3 separate regions of the Mus musculus genome follow, and all the other regions are linked to region 1. The links are chromatin contacts, called in public HiChIP or PLAC-seq maps. All regions are on one chromosome and are shown on one strand. Each heading gives the region's core, a stretch centred on a gene start, on an enhancer-like site or on the middle of the called end of the contact. The rest is flanking DNA. Distances are from core to core; before and after follow the strand shown. Region 1 overlaps Gm35787 (a long non-coding RNA gene). Region 2 holds the start of Elovl6 (ELOVL family member 6, elongation of long chain fatty acids (yeast)). Region 3 holds the start of Enpep (glutamyl aminopeptidase).

Region 1 (4,402 bases), core at 1,222-3,721:
TATTAACAAACGTAAAGGAAGAAGTTTATTCTTGTACAGAAATAATCGATGGCTTTAAAACTCCATCTTCAGCAATGGACAGATCATTCAGAATGAAAAATAAAAACTAAAAAATACAAAGCAGAATTAAATTTCGCCCTAGACCACACAGACCTAATAGATATCACAGGCCATTTCATCTGGGAGCTGCAAAACAGATGATATTCTGAATAGCACATGGACTATTTCCCATCGGATGGAAGGCCATAAAAATGGACCAATAATTTTTTTTAAGTTAAACTATATCTTTTCCAGTCATAATTCCAATGAAAGTAGAAATCAATAATGAGGGAAAGCTTTGGAAACTATATAAATAGATGAGAATTAGGCAATAAGAAGGAGTGAAAGGAAGATGTGTGTGTGTGTGTTCAGAAGATAACAGGATGGGGGGATTAGAAATCAGAAACGAGGCCTAGAAACACAGATGATCTTCAGAAATTTTCTGCCAGCCACATAACAAAATTGATAACTGCTTTAGTTAGAGTTCCCATTGCTGTGAAGAGCCACTCTGACCAAGGCAACTTTTATAAAGAACAACATTTAATTGGGGCTGGCTTACAGGTTCAGAGGTTCGGTACATCATCAACAAGGTGGGGAGATGGCAGCATCTACGCAGTCATGGTCCTGAAGGAGCTGAGAGGAAAAGAGGAGACTGCTGTCTTCCAGGCAGCTAGGAGGAGAGTCTCACAGTGACACACAGTGACACACCTACTCCAACAAGGCAACACCTCTTAATAGCGCCACTCCCTGGGTCAAGCATATTCAAACCACCACAATAACCTCAAGGAAATGAGCCAAATTTGGGACCAATGTATCTTACTAAAATGGAAGCAGGAAGAAAAAGAAAACCTGAGCAGACAGGGAGAACAGACATTGAGTCAGGAATATAAATCTTCTCACACTCCTACAGCCTAAGGCTTCCAAGCTGGTCAATATCTTTGCTTCTTGATTTGCTTAAAATGAAGGAAATTAAGTAAGCATAATGCCCTATATGTTTTCAAATAATAAATGCTGTGCACAGGATCATAATGATAGCATCTCCAAAAACAGTGGCATTGTGGGTGATAATGTCCAACTTTATGGAGCATTTTCTTTGTTTAGTTATTTATTCACTTTACATCCTGATTGCAGACCCCCTCTCCTCCCAGCCCCCCTCATGCTGCCCCTACTCCCAGCCCCTCCCCTTCACCTCCGAGAAGGGGGAAGTATCCCCTGGGTACCAACCCACTTGAGCATTTTCTATACACATTTTCTGGAATTTCTGCCTGAGTGCTTCACTTTCCACATTCAATGCTGTATTTGTGGGGAAGCGGGAGAGACAATCTCCTCTAGCTGTACCTACTTAGAGTTCTCCTGAGGTTTGTTTCCATATTTTTAATCATGTTTAGATTGCTATTTCCTCATTTGTCTGTTTTACCTCTTATGTTGAGACAGGTGGTTCCTCTTAAAGATGCTTTCAGGGTTCGATTTGGTTCCTACAAAACAGCAACGCGCAACAAGTGAATATGGTTAAGAGGGTTGTATCTGTCAGTACAAAGTGTACAGTAGACTGTGATAGTGCTAGAGAGATGCATACAAAATACCCCTGAAGCAACCAGAGAGAGAAACAGTAGGAACTATCAACCACGTGGGTAAAAAAACTAAACTGTAATCACCTCTTCCTTATTCTCACAAGGAAATGAACACTTGGGTGTAGCCATCCTTCAAATGATGAGTAGATTACACAGGGTCTGAGGTTAATGGGCTGTAGGATTGATGTGTGCCGTGTTACCTGGAGGGCACACATCAAAGATTTATAAAGTAATAAACCATTTCTCCCTCTCCCTCTCCCTCTCCCTCTCCCTCTCCCTCTCCCTCTCCCTCTCCCTCTCCCCCTCCCCCTCCCCCTCCCCCTCCCTCTCCCCATCCCTCTCCCTCTCCCCATCCCTCTCCCTCTCCCCCTCCCCCTCCCCTCCCCCCTTCTCTCTCTGTGTGTCTTTGAACAAGCTTTCATATAGTCCAGGTTGGCCTTGAACTCTATACTTGAAATTGGCTGTGAACTTCTGTTCTTCCTGACCCTACCTCCCAATTGCTAAGATTACAGGTGTGAGTCACCATGCCCAACTCCTGACCTATTACTTTTGATTCTGTATTTATATTCAATTCAATTACTGAATTCATTTCTTTAAAAAATCATTCTAAGGATGGAAGAAAGGTAGGGGAGGGGAGAGGGGAAACTGTATTCATATTATGTTATATGAGAAAAGAATCTATGTTTAATTAAAGGAGGGAAATCAATTTTAACTAAATCTTAGTTATTGTGTAATCTGTGGATTCTATGTAACCATTTTGTCTTTTCTTTCTAATGAAGAGCTCATTTATAAACAATCTGAAAGAAATCAGCCAGGAGGTGGCGGCACACACCTTTCATCTTGGCATTCAGGAGGTGGAGGCAGGTGGCCTTTGAGATCAAGGACAGCTTGGTCTACAGAGTGAGTTTCAGGACAGCCAAGGCTATACAGAGAAACCCTGTCTCAACAAAATAAACAAAAAATAAATAAATAATAAAGAAAGAAATTAAGATGTACAATAGAAATCAATGATTTTAAGAATTTAACTGTATAGTTAAACTGTCTGTGTTACACAATAGGAAGTTGTTTTTTTGTTTTTTTTTATGTTTTTTTTTTTTTTAAATTTCTCCTCTGAGAAAGCAGAACTCCTGAGACAGAGGAGCAAAATCCTTTACGTATTTCTCATCAAGTTGCTGACATCTGAGTCACAATTTCAATTTTAGCCACTTAGACAGGCTTACTGGTTTGTACAGGGCATATTTTAAACAATAGCGCTGAGAGTTTGAAATAGGCTATGTCAACACTGGGCTGAATTGTCTCAGAGCTTTATTTTCTCTAGCTGATTGTTTTGTTGAAGCAAGGCAGAAGTGCAAAGAGAAGCTGGGCCCAGCATCAATATTGAAACCAGTTCAATCAGAAGCTTGGCAGTGCTCCTGTAATCACGCCAGCCTGGGCTCCACGTCTGCATGCGAGGGAGGCATGGACAGAACGCCTCTGGCCAAAGAGAAAGGTCGCCCAGAGCATGGTGCAAGAGCCTGTGTCCTGTAAGCCCTCTGGGTTGAGAGAGCCATTTGCAGGGTTCATCATGCTCCTGAGAAAGCTAATGGTGTCAGAATCTATTTATTTCTGAGATCCCATCCCCTGAGAGACTAACTAGCAGGCCAGCACTCTGAAAATGTACAAGTAATTGCATGAATAATTATTCAGCCCAACAGGAGAAACATGTATTCAACACAGTTTCATTATGTCTGCTTCAGTTAGGTGAGCCCAGCTGCAGGAGATGATGGACGCAGCGTTCTCAGAGCTATCTCATGTTTGGTGGTGATATACTCTCTTCAGTGTGTGCCAGTGACATGCTGTCCATACCTCTCTGGAAAACCTTAGACTCATTCCTCTTCTCTTCCTCCCTCCCTCCCCCCTCCCCCTCCCTCCCTCCTTCCTCCCTCCCCCCTGCCCCTCCCTCCCCCTCCCCCTCCCTCCCTCCCTCCCTCCCCCTTCCCTCCCCCCTCCCTCCCCCCTCCCACTCCCTCCCCACTCCCACTCCCTCCCTCCTTCCTTCCTCCCCCCTACCCCTCCCTCCCTCCCTCCCCCCTTCCTACTTTCCCCTCCCTTTTTGTGTATGCTCACACCTGGGGGCACATGTGTGAAATGCAGATGGAGGCTAGAGATAATGTTCAACTTTATTTTTTGAGACAGCATATCTCACTGGTTTGGGAGTTGCTAAGTAGACTGATTGGCCAGTGAGTTCCAGTGATCTGCCTATCTCTGCCTCCTCAATAGTGGGGTTACAAGTGTGTGCATCCATGGGTGGGTGGGTGGGGAACACTCTAACAGAGGCAGGGGGAGAGGGGATGAGATAGAGGGGTTTCTAAAGGGGAGATCTGGAAAGGGGAAAACATTTGAAATGTAAATAAAAAATATCCAATAAAACAAACAAACAAGGATGCGCACCGTTTCTGAAAGTGGATTCTGGGACTCAAGCTTAGGTCTTTCTGCTTGCCCGGCAAGTGCTTTATCAGCTGGATTCACTCAGCCCTAGTTCATAATCTTAAAAACAGAAAAGCTATTAGATCCCAGCTTCTGTTAAGTGCACTCTGATATTCTAGAGAACCACAACGTAGTGGCTTACAGCTCGTCCTTTTAGGAACACACAACCAAATTCTACCAATTTAATGTATGCAACTGTGTGCCCTTAGGACTTTGTCAGTAGTAATCTCTGCTTTTGACATCATTTCAGTGAGTTAAAGCATTTATTAGTAGATTATTATTACTCTTTCTGGCTCTATTTTCAAGGATATATGTGGCCCAGGCTC
Region 2 (4,402 bases), core at 1,023-3,522, 100 kb before region 1:
GGACCTGTCTAGTTCTGACAGAGTGAAAGTCACTTAACTGAGTGTCTGGAGAAAGAGGCGGGAAATGGTCCTGGGGTACCTTAGGAAAAGGGGGTGGGGTGGGGTGGGCAACAAACAGCATGCACTAGGGTGGTGCAGCAGCAGGGCAGACTGAGTGCCATGCGCCTGCAGAGGCTAGGAATGCCTGCTCCGGAATGACAGGCCCAACCGGGATGCAGCAAGCTAGAGACGCGAGCTGCGGGCTACTGGAGGAGGAAGGCAGGAAGGCAGGCTAGAGCCCTGCAAGGGACGGTGACAAATGGTCTCAGAGAAGATCGGAGCCCTAGGTTGGCAGGTTGAGCTCGGGTCACAGCCCCCCCTCCCCCCCAAGCCCCTAACGGGAGGAAGTGCACCGCTAGGACCCCCCGAACGCCAGCCCGAGGGGGCTGGGCTTCCTGCAGCGCTCGGGCCTCCCTATGGCCTCCCCCTTACGGGGCGATCCAGACTCCCCGGGGGTGTAATCGCGCTCGGGACCCAGGCCCGCGTCCTCGGTGTCCAGGAGCACGCCGGCGACCGCACCAGGCTGGCTCTGGGGCTCAGGGCCTCCAGGCAGCCGCCATGCCGCGGCCCGAACTCGCGCGCCCCGGAGTCTCGGCTCCGCCCGGCCGCCGCCGTAAACCGCCCAAGGGCCCAGCTCGCAAGCTGAAGGCCAAGGGTGGGCGCGCTCCCCGCGGGCGAGAAGGGGCGGGAGCAGCAAGCCCGGGATCGGGCTGGAGAAGGCGAACCCCCGGCGGCTGCCACCACCCGCTCCAGCCCGGGAGCGCCGGCGTCTCCGGTTTCCCATTGATGAATGGAGGGAGGGAAGGCAGGTCGCGAGCGCCCTCGCACGCGGCAGCGGAACCTCCCGGAGCCCGGAAGCCCCCCGAGGGCCGGCCGCGGCGCAGAGGGGGTGGGGTGGGGGTGGGGAGATCGAGGGGGCTCGCACTAAACCGGAGGGAAACATCTCCAACCACAGCACGGTCTACGGGAAGGAGGGAGCTCCCTTCTTAAAATACTGCAAGGTGACACCGGATCGCCTCCCACACGGGGATTTTTCAGAAGACTGACCGGAGGAACTCAGTAAACAAGATGTTTTCCCGGATTCGAAGTTCTGGGGAAAGACCTCCGAGACTGCCCTGGCAGGAGCCTTCCAGTACTTAAACTGCTGCTCCACGCGGAGAAGCGTGTCCAAAAGGCGTTTCCTTTACACAGAAACTTAATAATGGCGTGGCTCCACTTGCTCGGGTTCATTCATTTTTATTGCAGTTTTCATTGTCCCCTCCTCCCCGATGTCTTTATGAAACCGGAAAGTAATCTGAGTGGGGAAGGGGTCCTGGACCCTGGGCATCTACGGCTGGAGGCGGCAGTCAAGGGAGGGCAGTAAAGTGGAAGAACTACAAGGAGAAAGGAAGGACACGAGGGATGGGGAGAGGGAAAGGACCAGAGAGAGGCGGGCTGAAGAGGGTTAAAGGGAGCGGAGACCGGGTCCTCCCTCCACTGCCTTGCACGCTCCAGTTGCGGGAGGCCAAGCAGAACCCCCAAATCTAAGCGAAAGCAGGGAGACAACACAGGTGGGATAGCTGGATTGTAACATGCCTCTGTCTCCCGTATATTATTACAGGTACACATATTATATGTTCTATGTTATATAATCTACACAAAGATGCCCGCGTGGCCGCGGCTCACACAGAGCACCCCCCAAACCGCACGCTTCCATGCAGCTTCAGAGTCTCCTGCAGACATGAGACCCTGGAACTCCGCGATCTGCTGGCTACTGCCGGCAATCCATCCGTCGCTCCGCTCACGCTCAGACCAGGAATACCGACATTAATGCACTCCCGGGAATAGTATCTCGCGAAAGCATCACCTACCAGTTTTCCTGCATCCATTGGATGGCTTCGTTCTCGTTGAACTGCTTTTCGAATTCATATTCTTGTAAAGTCAACACTGACATGTTCATTGGGGCTGATCTTCGGAGTCGCTACGTGTTCTCTATACAAAATAAAAAAATCTGTAAAGAGCCTTTTATTTTGAGTGCTCTCCTGTCTGCTTCCCCCTCCCACCCCCCTAGGTATTGCCCCGCCGTCAGTCTCCTGGCCGATCTCTCTCCCAGCCTCTCAGCTACATCCAGGGTTGAGCATTGCCTGCGCCTCTGCTCCCAGCTCCTAGCTCAGGGGCTCTCCTCCCAGCGTCCGCATCCACCGTAGGAGGAAATGAATGCCTTGCGGTCTTAGTGCCCGCACGTTTGTCCATCACGCTTTTTACTCGTCTACAGGGAAATCTCCTCCCCCTCGTGCGATCGGGAAAATTAACCCTTTGCGCGAGAGGGCGCAGAAGAGCAAGACCTCCCATCGCCCTGGGGGATAGTTTTGTTTACAAGAAGGTGGTTGGTGGACTGGGGGAGGGGAGGGAAGGGCGCCAAGAGGGAGGAAGTGGCCTTGAGGTCATACTCAAGCCCATTCGCCACCTCTTGGGCCTCCCTGCCTGGCCTTTGAATGAAGTTTCAGAGTGAGAGGCGCAGCCCTGAGGCGCGTGGACCTGAAAGCTTGGCGAGTAAACAATTGGGAAATAGTAAAATCTGCCAGGTTCTCTGGCATGAGAACTCCAGGCAAATAAATGTGAGGATCACGTCTTGCGATCTAGTCTCCTCACTACCTCGATCCCGCAGCACCCTCTGAGACCACCTCCACCGGGCAGCTTGGGCGCGGATTTACCTTGACCTTAGGGCCAGGTAGCCTTCGGAACTAAGACCACGTGCAGACAGGATGCTGAGGATGAGGACCTGGGAAGTCAAGGTTGACTAGGAGGCAGAAGTTAGGTAGAGGGTTTGGCTACCAGGAGGGGATATTAATGAACAAAGGAAGGGAATTTGGCATACAGAATTAGGCCTACTGATCTAAATACCAAAACTTTATCTATCTGCTTTACTTTAGTTCTGCCTTATTCTTGTGAAATTAGGAAGAAAAGATTAATGTAGGAGAGGGATTTATGTAATGCTAATCCTCCCCCTGGGCTACCAGCTCACAGCAACCATTCCCAAATACTCCTTATTTTTCTGGAGGATGGTATTTTCTAGTCCTAAAAGGAAGAAGGAAGTAAGAGACAATAAGGTACCTAATAATATAATATTTAGATCCAACAAAAGATACTGATCAACACTTATTAGTTTGTTTGTTTGTTTTTTAAATGTTTGTGATTTTCAAGATTGGGTTTTTTTGTTTGTTTGGTTTGGGTTTTTTAGGTGCTTTTGGCTTTTCGAGACATGATTTTTCTGTGTAGCCCTTGTTGCCCTGGAACTGGCTCTGTAAACCAGGCTGGTCTCAGACTCAGAGATCTGCCTGCCTCTGCCTCACTCACAAGTTCTGGGACTAAGGTTCGGGCCACCACAGCCCAGCTAAGAACCTATTAGTTTAAAGATGTACATTAGGACCAGAGAGAAAATACCCTCTAAGATGTTCATTTCCTCACCTACCAGCCAACTAAAATGAGGCGAGGGCATTTCATGCAGTCAGATCATCTCAGGAAGACACTGGAGGCTGAGGCGGGAAGACTGGTGCTAGTAAAATTGCCAGAAATTTGAGGTGAGTCTGAATTTCACAGTGACATCCTTGCTTCCCCTGCCCCCCAAGTCTTAAAAGGGTGGGGTATGTCCTTAATTGGGGGGTGGGTATGTCCTTAATCCTAATACACTCTGGAGTCAGAAGCATGTGGATTTTTGTGAGTTTGAGATTAGCCTGGTCTAGTAACAAGATCCAGGTCAGCCAAGGAGATAGAATGACACCCTGGGTTTTTAATGTCATTTGTTTTTGTTTTTGTTTGGGTTTTTTATTTGTTTTTGTTTTTTGATTCTCTGTGTATCCCTGGCCATCCTGGAAATTGCACAGTAGAGCAATAGATCAATCAGTGTGGCCTCCAACTCATAGCTCTCCTTGCCCCTGCCTCCCTTGTGCTGGAATGAAAGAGGTATTGCCACCACATTGTGAAAATGGCTTGGCATGAGGACCTGAGTTCAGAGTCCCAGAACCTCTGAGGCTGAGACGGGGAACTCCTCCTGTGTATTTTCATTTTTGGAGACCAGGTATCTTTTATATCTTACGCTGGCTAGAAATGGCTCTGTGAGCCAGGTGGTGGTGCTGCGCGCCTTTAATCCCAGCACTCGGGAGGCAGAGGCAGGCGGATCTACATGAGTCTAAGGCTAGCCTGAAATAACAAACCTGAAATAGGAGCTTGGAGATGAGTAAGAGACCTTGTCTTTAAAATGAAGATGGAGACATCTCGAGAATGACACATTCCATTACAGCTCTGGCCTCCTCGTGCACCTGCTCACCTGCACAAGGAAGCAGCCCCCCCCCCCAACTCCTCCCCACACACTTCTTTAAAGGAA
Region 3 (4,402 bases), core at 865-3,364, 97 kb after region 1:
ATCTTGAAAAGTTTAGGATATTTCAGAATATGAAATCAATAGCTGCAAATGGACCTGTAATTTAGAAGACAGAACTCTTTCCATTTTTGCCTCAGTGCTGTTTCATGAGAAAAATCTCACAGATGTTAGAGATCAGTGGGCTATGTCGACATTAAAGGGTTTCTTTTCTTTCTAGTGTTTGTTTAGTTTGAAATTTAGAACGGTTTAAAGAAGCATTTCTCAGAATGTGTTCCATGGAAGAACACAAGTTCTTCAAAAATACATCTTGCCAGGGGCTGGAGACATGGCTCAGCAGTTAGGAGCACTGGCTGCTTTTCCAGAGGACCCTTCATTTTCTGGCACCTACATGGCGGTTACCAACTGTCTGTAACTCAAGTCTCAGGGGATCTGACACCAGCTTCTGGTTCTTTGGGCATCATGCACACACATGGTGCACAGACATGCATGCAGGCAAAGCACTCATATACATAAAAGTAAATTCGAATAGAGAACTCACCAAAAAAAAAAAAAATACCCAGAAGATTAAGACAGGTGTGGGGAGTGAACTGACAGATGAACTAAACTGGGAAGTTATTCTGTAGTGTGTGTTCTCTCTTGGAAGCTCACAGTGTCAGGATTTGAAGACTTTGGAAAGAAAGAAAAAGAGGTCAATAGAGAAGATTCTAATTGTGTGTGTGTGAGTGTGTGGTATGTATGTGTATGTGTGTGCATTTACATGTGTGTGGAGGCAGAGGATGGACAAACTTGGCTGCCATTCCTCAGACAGACAACCATCTTGGCTTTGCTCTTAACTCGCCAAGTGGGCTAGGCTGAGGAGTTGGTGAGCTTCAATGATCCCGTTGCCTACACCTCTCCAACACTGGCATTCCGAGTTTTATACCATTATACTTGGGCTTGTTTGTTTGTTCGTTTGTTTGTTTTTTTTTTTTTAATGTGGGTACTAGTAACCAAACTCAGGCCTTCGTGCCTGCTGCAAGGCACAAACTTACTAAGCCATCTCCCCAGACAGAGATTTTAATGTTATCTTACCTAGACCATGGGAATTGCTCTTTGGAAAATGCTAAGCCTTTAATAATCATTTAATCTTGAATATTCCTTCTCTTTATATAAGAAAATCTGTGCAGTGCAGTAACTACATGGCCCTTCAACTCAGACACCAATTCTGCTACTGCCAGCTGCGTGTCCTTCACCATCTCTATAACAGGCAGCCAAATAGAATCAATTGCATGGGATTGTGGGAAAAAATTTGTATGCTAGTTTCTATAAAGTACCTTATAGAAAATACTATATATAATTCTCAAAACCTCCATAGCTACATTACGTTTGCATTGCCATTGTCAGCAATGGCTAGTGTTTGCAACTTGGCTACTCATAAGAAGTTGTAATCCTCTATGCATACCTTCACTCCCTACCAATGACATCATTGCTAATGGCTCTCTGGTAGGGCCAGCCATTACAGCTGCTATCTGCTCCAAAGCTGACATACTATTCCTAAGTTTGCAGAGCATACTCTCGTTTTGGGACAAACTCTCAGACTTTCCAAAGTTCCCCCTCCCCCCCTCACTCTCCTTCCCCTTTTTCGGCTTTCCTGACCTGGCCAGTTGCTTCGCATTTCCCCTTCTGCCTTCCATCTACCTGCCTTGGACTACCTGGTCCTGTAACTCTGTCACTGACTGACTAAATGATCCTTAAACTTAGAAACTCCTCCAAGTATCGAACTCTAAGATATGATTTCCGCAGAGGGCAGAAATGGAATGTTTACATAATTTGAAGGAAAAGAGGAGGAGAAAAAAAAAAAAAAAACAACAAAAAAATCACGCTTAGCTTCTTTGGCAAGCAACCTAATAAAATAGTGAAATTTAAGAAGCCCTTTGGCTGAGAGAGCCCGGCTGCTCACACAGCAAGAAGAAGCCCTAGATCTGATGGCAAAGGTTGCGTTTTCTATCGTAAGCACACCTCTTTGCCAAGTGATTTCTCTGAAGCTGACAGAGGTTTGGCAACATCTCCACCTCTCCCAACCCCCACCCCTTTGCTGTATTGGCCGATAAGCTCAAGCCCTGTTTTATATTTAACTCGCTCCAGTTCAGAAGGGGCAGGCCTGGGGAGACGCTGTTTATATAGCGCTGAGCCAACATTCTCATCAGTCCTCCTCCTTCAAGTCAGCTTCTCTTCTGCGTCTCCATCCTACTCCTTGGTCTCCGCATTCATCCTGGAGTGGCCGGTGGGGACGAGCAGGACCGGGAAGAGGGAGAGGTGTGGGAAAGCGAAGCCAAGCTGCCAGGGATCGGACGCCTTCCAATTGAAAAGGGAAGTCAGCTGACAAGGAAAGTTAGTTAAATTTAACATCCTTTCATGTGTAACATCTGACTTCGGGGGAGAAAATGAACTTTGCAGAGGAAGAGCCCTCCAAGAAATACTGCATTAAAGGCAAACACGTGGCCATCATCTGTGGAGTAGTGGTGGCAGTTGGATTAATAGTGGGACTTTCTGTGGGTTTGACCAGGTCGTGTGAGCAGGACACAACCCCAGCTCCTTCCCAACCTCCTCCGGAAGCCAGCACTGCCCTCCCTCCTCAGGACCAGAATGTCTGCCCTGACAGTGAAGATGAAAGCGGAGAATGGAAAAACTTCAGGCTGCCTGACTTCATCAATCCAGTTCACTACGACCTGGAGGTGAAGGCCCTGATGGAGGAAGACAGGTACACGGGAATAGTGACCATCTCTGTCAACTTGAGCAAACCCACTCGTGACCTATGGCTCCACATCAGGGAGACCAAGATCACCAAGCTGCCGGAGCTAAGGAGGCCCTCTGGGGAGCAGGTACCAATTCGACGGTGCTTCGAGTATAAGAAGCAGGAGTACGTGGTGATCCAGGCTGCAGAAGACCTTGCGGCCACCAGTGGGGACAGTGTCTATCGGCTGACCATGGAGTTTAAAGGCTGGCTGAACGGTTCCCTTGTGGGTTTTTACAAAACCACCTACATGGAGGACGGGCAAATCAGGTATGTGCTGTGTGGTGCTGTGTGTGTTACTGTGTGTAGTGCAGAGCTGTGTTATGCTGTGTGTGGTGGGACGAGGTGTGATACAGTGTGGTGCTGTGCTGTGTTGTGTTGTGTTGTGTTGTGTTGTGTTGTGTTGTTTTGTTCTGTGTGCGGTGCGGTGCGGTGCTGAGCTGTATGTGCTACTATGTGCAGTGTGGTGCTGTGTTATGCTGTGTGTGGTGGGACGAGGTGTGATGCAGTGTGGTGCTGTGCTGTGTTGTTCTGTGTGCGGTGCAATACAGTGCTGTGTGGTGCTTCCTCTGAACCCAGTTTCTGCAGTGTTTATTTTTGCCTTTTCTCTTTGCTTCCCATCTCTTGTGTTTTGTGGGTCTGATCCCTATCTGCCCTTGCTTTCAATTCTGCTTGTTCATCTGAGAAGTAAGATGTTTTGCCTTCTTGTAATTTGAAAATGTATCACCAACTCGAAGTTGTAAATACAATGCCAGTTGTAGAGAATTCAGTAATAGTGAATAATTGTAAATACAATGCCAGTTGTAGAGAATTTATTAATGACACCGGGATAAATCGCAACTGCATCTGACTCTACACATCCACACAAAGTGCCTCAGAGGTTTATGAATATAAGTATTTGATAAATTTCACTACTGGTGTTTTGGGGCTATATCACAGTGATTTCACAAGGGATGACAATTTCATTTGCAATGACAATTACATTAAGTGTCAATTGTTATTTCGTGCAGTTTACTGGAGAAGAATCGTAACGAAAATTACAAAAGATATGACGGGTCCTTAGGTGTTCATCTAAGAAGAAAAGCCTGGCTGTGTTTTCTCTTCTTCTGTGATCAGAACTATGTTTCTAACTAGGCTTTCGGGGAATGCTTAAAACCTGGATCAGTGATGGCATATGGATAAACCTTGGAGCTGCCAACTATCACTAAGCAGGCAATAGTAATGCTAACCAAGCCTTTACCACATAACAGGCAGCCACAAGTATTTTTCTTCCCTGCAGTGTCCCAAGCAGAAGTGTTTAAAATATACATTAAATAATTATAATTATAAAACTAATATATTCTACCTAATCTATTACTTTCTATCTGATATTCACGTGACCCAGTGGCTTTTATCAGTTCTTGGTAAACGGTGTAAGCTCCTTCCTTGAATTCACAAAACCACTGCCCTGTGAGAGGTGACCAGGGACCCAGGCCATGCTACACTTGAGTTGTCTCTGGACTTGAACTTGCTTAGACATTTGCCTCCAGAGATTCTGCAGAGTTAAATGACTGAAAAAAAAAAAGCTGCATGTCACCTTTCAAAACTGGAGCCAGGGTCAATCCTCTGTGAATTCCTTTCCTCTGTTGTCTGGAGCATCCTTTGGAGCAAAGGAAAATCTCTTGGTCAAAT

Evidence for each region. HiChIP or PLAC-seq counts read pairs in DNA pulled down with a chosen protein or histone mark.
Region 2: an H3K4me3 HiChIP or PLAC-seq map of pro-B cells shows a contact between it and region 1, with 3 times the contacts expected there. The contact joins the promoter of Elovl6 here to the enhancer-like site in region 1. A contact is called at or near these places in 9 of 39 promoter capture datasets (the 3T3-L1 cell line, 3T3-L1-derived adipocytes, the C10 cell line and 4 more), 2 of 15 datasets of contacts at CTCF or cohesin (large pre-B cells and pro-B cells), 35 of 484 Hi-C or Micro-C datasets (B cells, the C10 cell line, the C2C12 cell line and 18 more), 14 of 115 datasets of contacts at active chromatin or transcription factors (the 230-238 cell line, the SCID.adh cell line, cardiomyocytes and 9 more) and 3 of 9 other capture datasets (adipose tissue, liver and pancreatic islet).
Region 3: an H3K4me3 HiChIP or PLAC-seq map of pro-B cells shows a contact between it and region 1, with 3 times the contacts expected there. The contact joins the promoter of Enpep here to the enhancer-like site in region 1. A contact is called at or near these places in 15 of 39 promoter capture datasets (the 3T3-L1 cell line, 3T3-L1-derived adipocytes, the C10 cell line and 8 more), 4 of 15 datasets of contacts at CTCF or cohesin (CD8 T cells, the NIH/3T3 cell line, large pre-B cells and 1 more), 3 of 484 Hi-C or Micro-C datasets (large pre-B cells, liver and pro-B cells), 6 of 115 datasets of contacts at active chromatin or transcription factors (the 230-238 cell line, embryonic stem cells, intestinal villus epithelium and 3 more) and 3 of 9 other capture datasets (adipose tissue, liver and pancreatic islet).

What each region holds. Positions count from the first base shown.
Region 1 is chr3:129,427,955-129,432,356 of GRCm38.p6, reverse strand. It overlaps Gm35787 (a long non-coding RNA gene), which reads right to left. Exons shown (of 5, transcript XR_376058.2): 3 at 1,695-1,810; 4 at 1,457-1,514; 5 at 559-672. Among named protein-coding and RNA genes, the nearest start is that of Gm35787, 7.0 kb to the right of the region's middle. Within about 2 kb of position 2,471, at least 33 of the 459 cell types and tissues checked have an H3K27ac peak or open chromatin away from gene starts, as enhancers often do. A contact at or near this core is called in adipose tissue, bone marrow-derived macrophages, embryonic fibroblasts and 4 more, where this site is marked.
Region 2 is chr3:129,530,256-129,534,657 of GRCm38.p6, reverse strand. Elovl6 (ELOVL family member 6, elongation of long chain fatty acids (yeast)) reads right to left here and starts at 2,272. Exons shown (of 5, transcript NM_130450.2): 1 at 2,163-2,272; 2 at 1,890-2,010. The coding sequence starts at 1,978. It overlaps Gm35986 (predicted gene, 35986), which reads left to right and starts at 2,270. Exons shown (of 3, transcript NR_153368.1): 1 at 2,270-2,401; 2 at 3,494-3,599.
Region 3 is chr3:129,330,461-129,334,862 of GRCm38.p6, reverse strand. Enpep (glutamyl aminopeptidase) reads left to right here and starts at 2,114. Exons shown (of 20, transcript NM_007934.3): 1 at 2,114-3,001. The coding sequence starts at 2,382.